Linked DNA regions of Sus scrofa: all the other regions are linked to region 3. Evidence: chromatin contacts called from public Hi-C and HiChIP or PLAC-seq data. All regions are on one chromosome and are shown on one strand. Each heading gives the region's core, a stretch centred on a gene start, on an enhancer-like site or on the middle of the called end of the contact. The rest is flanking DNA. Distances are from core to core; before and after follow the strand shown.

Region 1 (3,864 bases), core at 761-3,260, 150 kb after region 3:
CCACAGCAACACAGGATCCAAGCTGCTTCTTCTGTGACCGACACCAATGCAGTGCCGGATCCTTAACCCACCGGACGAGGCCAGGGATCAAACCCGCAACCTCATGTTTCCTAGTCGATTTGTTTCCACTGCACCACCACGGGAACTCCTAAATGACTTTTTTACCCAAAAGTTTGACTTGTTTCCAGAGAGTCGGTCCAATTAGCCACTTTCAGCCGGAGAGGATGCTTATTTATGTTGTGATTCAGATGTTAAACAGCTCGAACCCTGGGCCTGTCCCTCCCACTCTGTGAGTTGCCTGGCTTGCCTGTCACGGGGGAGGGGGCGGCTAATCAGGCACTTTCGAGGCACTTTCGCCTTAAGGGCGTTGGGGATCCAGAGGGAGGAGGGTGACTGCCCCTCTTCCTCGGGCAGAGGGCACCCTCTGGCTCGGTTGCCTATAGACAGTTGATGATGTAACCGCTGGACGTGCGGCACTTGTGCTCAGCGCTGCTGAGCCCCAAGCAGGCCCGCAGGAGCTGCCCTTCGGCCTCTGCCCCCAGGGGTGGAAACTGAGGCTGTGAGGCTGGCCCATTCCCCTGACTCTGCTGCCTGAGAGCTGTGTCTGCCCGGTGTGTCTGCCTGGCTCAAGTGTGCTCAGTTTTTCCACTGTGCCCCCCCCCACCCCCCTCCTGGGCTTTGTGACCTTGGACAGCCATGACTGCCCCGTGTCTGTTCCCAGTCACAAACTGAGAGGCAGAGCTGGCTGGTCTGAGACGTCCCCTGCCAGCTCGGGATTCTGAGCGGGGCTCGGGGTGTGACAGTGACGTGCCCCAGAAGCCAGCTGCCAGTGTCCACGAGGGAGGCACTTTTTCCTGCCTCGCCAGGGGAGAGCAGACACATGACTTGGGGCTGAGCACTTGTGTGAATTACGATCGGCATCTCGTGCTTCGGGCTTTGGAACCGCTTCCAGGACCAGACTCTGGGCTTGGGATCTGCCTCCGACACTGTGGCCCGCAGGAAATCAGCTCCTTTTTTAGGCTGGAACCTCCCAGGCCGAGGCGGGTCAGCTGAAAGTCACGCACCTCTGCTTCTGCAAACACACAGCAGACAGGCTGTCCCGTGTCCCTTTCCAACCCCGTACCAGGGAGGGGACACCCCTTCGCCTTCCTACCCTTCGCTTGCTCTGTCAGGGACCCCCACCCCCACCCCCGCCAGTCCCACCCACCGCTGGGGTCTAAAACTTTGCTCCGGCTTCTTGTTGGAAACCAGTAGAGGTGGCAGATCCCGCTGATAAGAGGAAGAAATTGCTGGACGGGACGGGACTCGGCAAATTAACAAAACAGCAGAATCCAGTCCCAGGCAGCCCCCATTCACACACTAGCACGTCGGGGAACAGAAAGCCGGTTCCCAGCCGGCCCTGGGGCCTCCTCACCCAGTTACTCCTGCCCTTTTGGAAGGGAGCCCGAGAAGTCGACTGGGGAAGGGCCTCTTGGCAGGACCTGAGGCCCAACTGGAACTTTCTGGACTGACTGGGTTTCCTTAAGGGCAAGACCCCGTGGTATCCTTGCTGTGCCCCTTGGGCCAGGCACAGGCCCTGAAAGGAAGGCTCGGGCAGCCTTGGGGTGACATGGGCTCATCACTGAGAGGGGCTCCCTGTCCCCATCACCCATTCTGTTCAGGAAGCAAAGCCAGACTGCGAGTCAGAGCGCTGATTCCGGCTCTGCTGGCGCACTTGGCCCATTGCCTTCCTCGCAGCTCCTCAGCTGCTTTGTGGAGAGAGTTAAGGCTGCCCTGGGAGGGTCGCTGTCAGGGTCGGAGGTTCTGAAGGTCAATCTTGGCCCCAGCCAGCAAGCCCCGGGCCCCGACTCCTCCCCCACGTGCTCGTTCTGCCCTTTTAGCTGGGCAAGCATTTCCCACGACCCTCATCCACCAGCCACCGGGCTCGGTCCTGCCTGCACAGCCCCTCCTCTTGCCACATCCCTGCACTACTGGCAGCCTGATAGGCCTGGCAGAGCCCCTGGGCCTGACACGTGGGGTCAGCCAGGGTCACATCCCCCACCCCTCCGCCCAGCCTCTCTGCTTGCAAGCCACCACGCCCCACTTATTTGACTTCTGCAGGGCCTCTCCTCCTCCCACTTCTGATTTTCTTTCAATGCCCTGCCTCCTCCAGGAAGGCCTCCCAGATCTCCCCTCTCTGGGCTGTGTTCCTTTTCTGCGCTCCCCAGTGCCTCTGCTGGTCTCTGTGTTATACTGGCCTATTTACTCGTCCATCTCCTTCACCAGGTTGGAAGTTTCTTGGGGATTAGGATTTTGTCTGAGATTATTAATAACAACAACAACAGTAGGAGCAATCTTTTTTTTTTTTTTTTTTTTTTTTTTTTTTTTTTTTTTGGCTGTCTTCGTGGTGCATGGAAATTTCCAGGCCAGGGACTGAAACTGTGCCACAGCTGTGGCCTTAGCTCCCGCTGCAGTGACAACACCAGATCCTTAACCCACTTCGCCACCAAGAGACTCCGCCTTTATCCTCTTAAAAGCCTACTGAGAACCCCAAGACGCTGTGTGTCTGTGGAACATATTCCAGTGTCCATATTTCCAGGATTAGAAAATAGAACTTTAAGTATTTAAATTAATTCCTATAAAAATAACACTAAGTCCTTCCTAGGTTAACACATACAACACTTTTATGAAAATGATTATCATTTCCAAAGTCCCCCCAAATTAAGAAAAAACATTTTTTTCAATCTCTTTAACATCTGGTTTAACAGACGCTCGCTTGATGCTCACGTCACTTCTGCAATCAACCTGCTGCCATCCATCATATTTGTTGACCTCTGACCTCTGGCCAGACAATCTAGCTTCACACAACAGCAGGTGGGAGGGGGCAGATTTAATAGCAGTTTCAGGTAATTGAGGGTATTTTTTTTTTCTTTTTTTCTTTTTTTCTTTTTTTTTTTTTGCTTTTTAGGGCTGCACCCACGGTCTATGGAGGTTCCCAGGCTAGGGGTCAAATCGGAGCTGCAGCTGCTGGTCTACACCACAGCCACAGAAACTTGGGATCAAAGCCGAGGAGTCTGCTACCTACACTGGAGCTCATGCCAACACTGGATCCTTTTTTTTTTTTTTTTTTTTTTTTATCCTTTTAGGGCTGCACCTGCGGCATATGGAGGTTCCCAGGCTATGGGTGGAATCAGAACTGCAGCTGCTGGAGTTCCCGTCGTGGCGCAGCGGTTAATGAATCCGACTAGGAACCATGAGGTTGCGGGTTCGGTCCCTGCCCTTGCTCAGTGGGTTAAGGATCCGGCGTTGCTGTGGCTCTAGCGTAGGCTGGCGGCTATGGCTCCGATTAGAACCCTAGCCTGGGAACCTCCATATGCCGTGGGAGCAGCCCAAAGAAATAGCAAAAAAAAAAAAAAAAAAAAAAAAAAAACTACAGCTGCAGGATCCAAGTCGTGTCTGTGACCTACACCACAGCTCACGGCGACGCTAGATCCTTAACCCACTGAGTGAGGCTAGGGATCGAAGCCACAACCTCAAGGTTCCTAGTCGGGTTTGTTTCCCCTGTGCCACGAGAGGAACTCCCAATACTGGATCTTAACCCACTGAACAAGGCTAGGGATTGAACCTGGGTCCTCATGGATACTGGTCAGGGTTGTTACTGCTGAGCCAAGACAGGAACTCCAATTGTGGGTGTTCTTTGACGCTGCCCCCAACTTCAACAAGCAGATATTTCTTTTCTTTTTTTGCTCTAACAGCTTCCATGCTGCCTAATTCACATGCCGTAAAATTCACAATCCCATGGCTTTTAGGACCTCACGGCGTCCTAACCCTCATCCCCGTCTACTCTTCCTGGGGCTTGGAGGGCACTGGAAGGGGTGTCCCCAG
Region 2 (3,848 bases), core at 945-3,444, 170 kb after region 3:
CATGGGAAACTCAGGCTCACAGAGGGGCCAGGAACTCTATGGGCCCCTCCTGGACGCGGGGCTCCTGACAATGATCCAGTGCCCATTTCTCTGCTTGTGCTCAGGGCCCCTGGCGGGTAGCTGGGCTAAAGAGGCTCAGGGTGTGTGTGGACCTGGCCCAGCCTGGCGGGGATTCAAGTCACAGCTGGACTTGTGCAGATCCCTGCTCGTGGGTCTGGTCTCTCTACTTTGGCCAAGCCAAGACACCCCTGCTGGTCCCAGTGCCCCTCTCAGAGCCCACTCTTGGCTGAGATCCTGCTGGGAAACAGCTCCTGGCTGGTGAGTGCTGGTGAACGGGAGGCCCGCTGGCTGGGCCCCCAGCCTGCCTGGTGCCTGGGTGCCCACCTTACAAGAGGAAAGCGGCTGCTGCCCTCCCATCAGGACCAGCACCCCCCTCCCCCCCAGAACAGAAGCACCAGAAGCTGCTTATCGCTTCCTGTCCCGCCTGGGGACTTCTTAGAGCACCACGGCTCCATGCCCAGCTCCAGACCCTCTCCTGGGACCCAGCTGGGCCTAGGGACCTGGGCGCCCCATGGTTCCCTCAACTGCTACCCAGCCAGGCCTGATTCCCATGGGGCAGGGTGTGAGGAGTGCCTGACCCTGAGGTCCAGGGATGCCCAGGGTCTCTCTTGAGTGCCCCTGGGCAAGGGGGTGTAGGAAGGGTGGGGACACAGGCCTGGCTTCCTGCAGGTGGGCCTCCCACCCCTAAGAGGCCCTAAGGTCAGCTCCTAGAGGCATGGCCCAGACCTCACCTGCTCGGGGCTCTTAGGGTTAGGCCTGACCCCTGTTTCAGTAGCTGTCCACTCATCAGCCCGGGCAGCTGGGCCTCCTCTTCCACCCCCCATCTCTGCCTGAGTCAATGCCCAGATGCCTTTGGTGTCACTTCCCAGTGTTTCTCGAACCTGCACACTTCAGGGCCCTCCTGAGTTACCCACTACCGTGGTCCAGGCACATCTGCTTTGGCCCGAGCCCAGTGGCCACCACCTCTCAGGTCCCTCCACTTACACAAGGCCCTCTCCTCTCATGGCAGCCAGAGGGACCTTGGGCAAACGCAGAGTGGCTGGGCCATGCTCCAGTCCTGTGGGAAAGCCACTGGTGTGACTTGCCCAGGCCTATCTGGGAAACTGAGTTAAATTAAGTCAAAGAAGTCTCCTTAGGTTTGAACATTAAAGGCTTGTCAGAGCCTTTAATGGGCTCACCACAGCATGACTCCAAAGAGGACACTGTGGGCAGCAGCTCTGGTCAAATTCATCCAGGGGGACCTCTGAGTCCACGTGCATCTCATGGCCTTTTCAGGGAACAGTCACCCCCTCCTCAGCCTGGGTCCTTAGGGTTCCCAGGTACCGGCCGCCAGCCTCACAGGGCCTCACCTGCCAGTTTCCGCATGGCTCTGGGCCACCACACCAGAGTCTGTGCTCCCTCTAATTGCACATTTAGTGGGCATTTATTATTTTTTTTATTATTTGCATTTTTAGGGCTGCACCCACAGCATATGAAATTCCCAGGCTAGGGGTCAAATCGGAGGCGCAGCTGCAGGCCTACACCGCAGCTGCTGGCCTATACTGCAGCCACAGCAATGCTGGATCCCAGCTGCCTCTGTGACCCACACTGCAGGTTGCCACAATGCCGGATCCCAGACCCACTGAGCAAGGTCAGGGATTGAATCCACATCTTCACAGATCCTAGTCGGGTTCCTTACCCCTGAGCCACAAGGGGAACTCCCAGTGGGCACGAGGCATCGGGCTAGGTGCTGGGGACACTGAGGAAAGAGTACACGTCCCTGGAGCTCAGAGCCTGCGGGGGGTAATGGACCACGCCAGGGCAGATAAGGAACACGGGAGTTGGTGGGGCGGGGGGCGCGGGGCCGAAAGACCAAGCAGCCCTGGCAGCCCCAGCGGCCTGGAGCATCAGCCGGGCCTGAGCGTCCTCCCTGGACGCGAAAGGTTTCACAGCACCAGCACCCCTCAGCAACCGCGGCACCCAGATGACAGCATGGATATCGCCCCGGCCGCAAAAATGTTCAAACCTCCCTCCGCCTTCCCGGCCACAGGAGGGACCGACCGCCAATTCCCCCGTGAGTCACGGCCCACGCGGGCTCCAGGCTCCCCCGCTGCGCTCGGAGTTTATTAAGTCGCCCGTCGTAGGCCACGCCCCTCCCCGAGAGCATCCAATCGGAGCACGCGGCCTCCTGAGACCCGCCCAGCCCCGGCGCACCTACTGCCCGACGCGCCGGCGCTCGCTCTGGTTACAAGGACCAAAGAAGCCCTCGTTCCGCCGCGGGGGCGTCGCAGTTTCCTTTGGCTGGAGGGTTAGGACAGCTCAACCGAGGCCCCAGGCAAGGTCATGAACGCGGCGCCTTGGAGCCGCGCTGGCTCCTCATCTCGCCGAGTCTGCCTGCGCGGCCCGCCTGGCCCGTGTTTGTGGGCCTCGGACCCGACATTCCCTGCAAGGGCCAGTCTTCTTGTCCTCGGCCTGGGCAAGGAGTTGGGCTCAGAAAGGGCCAGGGGTTTCCCTGAGGTCACACTGCTGGTGTGTGGCTGAGCCGGGGCCTTCCGCCCGGTGGTCTCCTGTTCCTGGGTTCCTTCTGGGGCACCCTGACCCCTCCCCAGCGTCTCACGGCTGCTGGGGCGAATATCTGTGGGTCAGGGGACCTACTGGATGCTGGCCTCCCTACCCTCAGCCTCCCCCGGGCTGGGGCACATGGGCTCCTGGAGGATGCCTCCCTCTGGGGGTGACCACAGACCACCTGCTGGGCAGCTCCCCCAGTCCCCAGCTCCCACAAGGGCCCCTGCTGAGCCCGGCCGGGAGCCTCAGACCCCCCTGGTGGTGGGCCCTCTGGCTGGCCCCCGGGCATTGGGGGTCCTGGGCCTCCCTCCGGTGACCCCTGCAGACAGGGCCTTCCTTGCTCCTGGCCCTGCCACCCCCCACCTGCCCCCCCACTCTGGGCACATCCCCAGCCGCTGAGAAGGGGTTCCACTCGCTCCTGCCCGGTCCCACCTGCTGAACCCAAGGCTTCTGGTCCAGGAAGAGTCATCCCTTTCCAAGGCCTTGGGTCCAGGCCAGCGGACCGCTCTAGGCAGGGCTTGGCGGCCCACCGCTCCCGGCTGCCACTGCCTCCTGCTGCCACACGGTGTCGCTGTTGGGAAAGGCACAGCCTGATGGCAGGGGCCGCCCAGCTGGCGGTGGTCCAGGCCCCCTTCTGGCTGGCCAGGAAGAGGGGGAACTAGAGGGATGACAGCAGGGCTGGGCCCAGCGCCAGTGAGGCGCCCAGGACACGGAACTGAAGGAGGCGCTCACCCTCTCAGGGCAACAGGGCAGCCGTCACTCTGACAGGTGGGGCCAGGGCCAACAGGGTGGGGTGGGGCACTCTGCCTTCCCGGTGCTTCCTCCATAAAACACCTTACAGAACGTGCTTTATGACTGGGTGGTGTAAAGGTGAATATAATGCAAGCCGGGTTCATTGTTATAGGTACCATATGTTCTGTTGTGTGTGTTATTATATACATTGCTATACATATTGTATATTGTGTGTCACATATATTTAATATTGTATTCTTTTTTCCTTCAGAGTTTGAAAGGACTTTAAAGTGTTTTGTGGGCCCCTAATGGTATGTGGGCCCTGGCTCTGTGCCCACCGTGCTGATAGACAGGCTGGCAGTGCCCTGTGAGGGCCCCCAGAGATGCTGGGCCTTTGCCACCTCAACCTGAGTCCTAGACCTGGGTGACGGTTCCATCACTCGCGCTCATGTGGCCAGTTGGGCCCTGGCTTGGCTCCAGGCTGTAGTGTCTAAATGCTGGACTGGCTCTGC
Region 3 (4,297 bases), core at 135-2,634:
AGGACTGCACCTGCGGCATATGGAAATTCCCAGACTAGGGGTCCAATCGGAGATACAGCTGTCCGCCTATGCCAGAGCCACAGCAACTCGGGGTCTAAGCTGCATCTGCGACTCACACCACATCTCATGGCAACGCTGGATCCTTAACCCACTGATCAAGGCCAGGGATCAAACCTGCATCCTCATGGATACTAGTCAGGTTTGTTTCTGCTGTTTTTCCGAGTGCCTAATATGCACTGTGCAAACTTGCTATATGTGCTGTTACTTAATACTTCAGTGACTCTGGGAGGTAGGCATTTGACAGGGAGAGCTTAAGCCACGTGTCCCAGGTCGGGCACCTCCCATCCACGCTGCATTCGGAGTCTCCAGCACGGCTCACAGCAGAGGGTCCACAAGCGTCACTAGGTGTGTGCGAGGCCTCACAGTGAGGGAGGGCCACACACATGGAGAATATCCCCAGGCAGTTAATCTCGGCTGGAGGCACCCTTTGGACGCCTGAGAAATACAAGCGCTTTTGCACAGAAATCTGCCATCCATTCAATGGAGAACATGGACATGGTTTAACAAGTAGACTGGGAGTTCCCCTTGTGCAGCAGCGGCAACGAAGCCCATTAGGAACCATGAGGTTGAAGGTCCCATCCTTGGCCTCGCTCAGTGGGTTAAGGATCCGGTGTTACCGTGAGCTGCGGTGTAGGTCACAGATGAGGCTCGGATCCGGTGTTGTTGTGGCTGCGGTGTAGGCCGGGGGCTGCAGGTCCGATTGGACCCCCAGCCTGGGAACCTCCACATGCCGCCGGTGCTGCTCTAAAAAGCAAAATAAATAAATAAGCAGACTGCCCGTCGGTATTGTCGCACACGCTGCTGACGGTCCCTTCGTCTATCGTAAGGACAAGGCCCTCGACGGAGGCTGCTGTGTCCGCAGAGGTCAGCGCCGCTCACGTCTGCGCCCGCCCCTGGCTAAGTGCGGACGCCGCCGCCGCCGCCATGACCCCGCGCGCTGGGTCAGGGAAAAACGCGGTGCCCTCAGGTCGGAGATCCACCCTCCACGGCGTCGGTTACGGGGCCCGACTGCCCCGGCTGCCGTCGCGCGCTCTCCCGACGCCCAGGCAGAGGAAGAGGGGCCGGGGCGCCACAGCGAGGACCCGGGTCCCACAGCGCCCCACGCACAGCTGAGACGGGGCGCCACCCAAGGCCCGCGGGACGGGGCAGGACTCCCGAGAAGGGGCCACCTCACCTCTCCGCCTCAACAGCAGCGCGGCCACCGCGCTGTCCACCCCGCCGGACAGGGCGCACACGACGTGCCGCGCCGCCTGCATCTGAGTGCTGCCAACCTGCTCCACTGCCGCCGCTGTCGCCGCCGCCGCTTCCGCGCCGCGCCGGAAGGCCCGCCCCCGGCGGCGCGCGCAGATGAGGCCCGGCCGGAAACGCGTGCTCGTCGTCCGGCGTTCCGCTCGGCGGGCCAGTCCCCGGGGTCCCCTCGGAGGCGGGGTCTCTGCCCACGCCCAACGCCCTCCCCGCTCCGTTCCCGCCTCCTTGGTGAGCTGGTGTCTAGCGCGCCCGAACCGTGAGGCGCAGGCGTGTGTGTCTGTGCGTCTGCGTGCGTGGTTCGCGGCTGTGCTCCCAGCACCCACAGGCGTGTGCGGCTTAGGCGGGCGCCCTGTAGACAGGCTGGTAAACGAAAGGCCCTGAGGTTGAGCGAGGTTCTGCTGGAAGGGGGGTCAGGGTTTAGCTAATGAGGAAAAAAAGAATAGCAAGCGGAGGGCCTCGCCCAAAGGCCCTGGGCCTCGGGGACGGTGTAGGGCCAGGCCGCGAGGCCATCCTCGTGAAGTTCCTAGAAGATGTTCGCGGCTGCGCTGTGGACAGGGGCTGAGGCCTGGCTAGGAGGTCACGACCCCAGCCGTCTGGGAAGGAGGTGGTGGAGACAGAAAGATGCGTGTTCGGACGTAAAATCTATAGCCCTTGCTGGTGGGATGGACATGGGGGATGAGAAAGAGGATGGAGGAGTTGATGATATTGTCTTGAGGGGTGTTCTCTGAGGACCAAAGGGGCCGGCGAGATCAGCTTCACCGTGTGAGCTGCACTGGGGATGCGCCTCCGGAGATGCGTCTGTTCCTGCAGGAATAAGCGAGGCTGGGAGTCAAGGGGAGCCTGCACCTAGGAACATTCGCTGAGCCTAATAGAAGGGTGTGGGAAGGGAATCGGGTGTAGAGGAAAGCAAAGAGGCCCAGCTAGGAGACCTTGATGAAGCCGAGCTGGCTGGAGGTCCAGTGACTGGGCGAGAGGCTGGGACAGCGAGGAGGGGGCCGTCAGTGTGGTCAGGATGACACAGCTCAAACCAAGAGTGCCACAGGCCTCCGAGGACTTTGGGATTTGGTTTGACCCCAGAGGCTCCGGTCCACGTGTGCAAGATACAGGCATTTGTTAAACCAGTGGCTCAACTTTTTCGACTTCAACTCACAGTCACAATTTACAGGGCAGCCCAGAGGACGCGCCACCCTGTAACATATGTACAGAAAAAAACATCTGGGAACATTTCTTACCCTCGCAGTGGGCTGTGTACCTGTTATTTCTCATTTCATTCTTTTTCACGTTTAAAAACTTGGTGCACGTCACCGTGTTGATTTCAGGTAGGATTTGAACCATCGTTTGAGAACAGCAGGGGAGGAAATGCACTCCAAATGCAGATGGTTTTTGATCACACACACACCCCAAAGCTTAGCATTAAAATCACATTGGTTTTGGAGTTTCTTTCATGGCTCAGCAGTAATGAACCCGACTAGAATCCACGAGGATGTGGATTCGATCTCTGGCCTCGTTCAGTGTTAAGCATCCGGTGTTGCCACGAGCTGTGGTGTAGGTCACAGACACAGCTCGGATCCTGCGTTGCTCTAGCTGTGGGGTATGCAGGCAGCTGCAGTTCAGATTTGACCCCTACCCTGGGAACTTCCATATGCCATGGGTGCGGCTCTAAAAAAAAACCCATTGATTTCTTAACAGTTTCTTAAAAGCTTCACAGCGGCCGTACTTGTCTAAATGTGGATAATTATTAAGGCAAGTCATTTTTTTGAGAATATGAATAATTTCAAGAGCCTGGAGTGAAATGAGGAAAGCCCCAAGTCCCCAGTTCTGACACAAGAAGCAGGAACTGCCAACTGGTGGTACATCAGGGCCACCGGTGCGGAGAGCAGTGAGTTCCGTGGTCGGCGATGGACACGGCCCCTGTAGGAAGCAGAGCAAGGGCTCTTTTTCCAGAAGAGTAAGGATGAGGGCGCAGCAGGCCCTGGTTACCCAACGCGCTCTGGGGACCTCCTCCTATCTGTTTGAAGAGACAGGGTTCCTGCCGTCCTGCCCGGGGACCCTTGTAGATGGGACAGCGCACCGTGGCCCCCAGGAGAGCTTGGCTGCTCCCGAGGAGTCTGCGGGAGGGGAGGGCCCCAATGAGAGGAGCCGGGGAGGAGGAGGGGCCCAGCTCAGCCCCCGCGTGGACTGCCCGCCCCAGCCCGCTTGCTCCCTCCCTCCCAGCAAACGCTGGACGATGCGTGAGCTTTGCGCCCCCTAGCGGCGACCCCCGCTGAAATGCAGCCTGCCTCGTGCTTGTCTCCACATATGCTGGTTGAATGAGTGAATGCAGTTCCAGGTTTTGGGGGAGGCGGCCCTGCTGGCATCGAACCTCTGGTTTCCTGGGACGCCTCCTTGGGGACTCATGTCCGAGCACCGCCGCCTTCACAGGTGAAGCTCTGGCTCCAGGCGCAGCGGTGCGGTCCCTGGTGCTCACCTGTCTGCCCCTGGTACCGCGGGAGCGGCCGTCCCAAGTGATGCTGCTGTGCGTTGCTGACACGAATCAACCAGCTCCCCGCCCCCAGCCTGGTGCGAACAGAGGTCCCCTGGTTTCATGTGGGGAACACTGGACCCCAAAGCCGGTCCAGTTAGCAGCTTTTCTACTGTTTGCTGTGAAGCCACTGAACTAAGACTGAGAAATTTCCTCATTAAATAATAGGCGTTCCTGCTGTGGCGCAGTGGGTTAAGAATCTGACTGCAGTGGTTGGGTCGCTATGGAGGCACGGGTTCGATCCCCAGCCCAGTGCTGTAGCTGCAGCTGGATTCGATCCCTGGCCCTGGAACTTCCATATGCCTCTGGTGCGGCTGTACAATAAAAAATAAGGTAGTTCCCGTTGTGGCTCAGTGGGTTAAGAACCTAATGTTATTTCCGTGAGCACGCAGGTTCTATCCCTGGCCTCGCTCAGTGGGTTAAGGATCCGGCGTTGCCGTGAGCTGTGGCGTAGGCCGGCAGCTGCAG

Evidence for each region. Hi-C and Micro-C count contacts between places; a contact is called where the count stands out from the background. HiChIP or PLAC-seq counts read pairs in DNA pulled down with a chosen protein or histone mark.
Region 1: a contact with region 3 is called in a Hi-C map of retroperitoneal adipose tissue, with 2.1 times the contacts expected there. The contact joins the enhancer-like site here to the promoter of TRMU in region 3. A contact is called at or near these places in 14 of 47 Hi-C or Micro-C datasets (blood, brain, embryonic fibroblasts and 8 more) and 2 of 2 datasets of contacts at active chromatin or transcription factors (alveolar macrophages and skeletal muscle).
Region 2: a contact with region 3 is called in an H3K27ac HiChIP or PLAC-seq map of alveolar macrophages. The contact joins the enhancer-like site here to the promoter of TRMU in region 3. A contact is called at or near these places in 16 of 47 Hi-C or Micro-C datasets (blood, brain, embryonic fibroblasts and 9 more) and 2 of 2 datasets of contacts at active chromatin or transcription factors (alveolar macrophages and skeletal muscle).

Annotation. Positions count from the first base shown.
Region 1 is chr5:3,372,876-3,376,739 of Sscrofa11.1, forward strand. No RefSeq gene overlaps it. Among named protein-coding and RNA genes, the nearest start is that of PPARA, 54 kb to the left of the region's middle. Within about 2 kb of position 2,011, at least 23 of the 83 cell types and tissues checked have an H3K27ac peak or open chromatin away from gene starts, as enhancers often do. A contact at or near this core is called in fetal liver, fetal skeletal muscle, liver and 3 more, where this site is marked.
Region 2 is chr5:3,389,852-3,393,699 of Sscrofa11.1, forward strand. No RefSeq gene overlaps it. Among named protein-coding and RNA genes, the nearest start is that of PPARA, 71 kb to the left of the region's middle. Within about 2 kb of position 2,195, at least 49 of the 83 cell types and tissues checked have an H3K27ac peak or open chromatin away from gene starts, as enhancers often do. A contact at or near this core is called in alveolar macrophages, embryonic fibroblasts, fetal liver and 2 more, where this site is marked.
Region 3 is chr5:3,222,998-3,227,294 of Sscrofa11.1, forward strand. It overlaps TRMU (mitochondrial tRNA-specific 2-thiouridylase 1), which reads right to left and starts at 1,385. Exons shown (of 10, transcript XM_021091375.1): 1 at 1,235-1,385. The coding sequence starts at 1,316.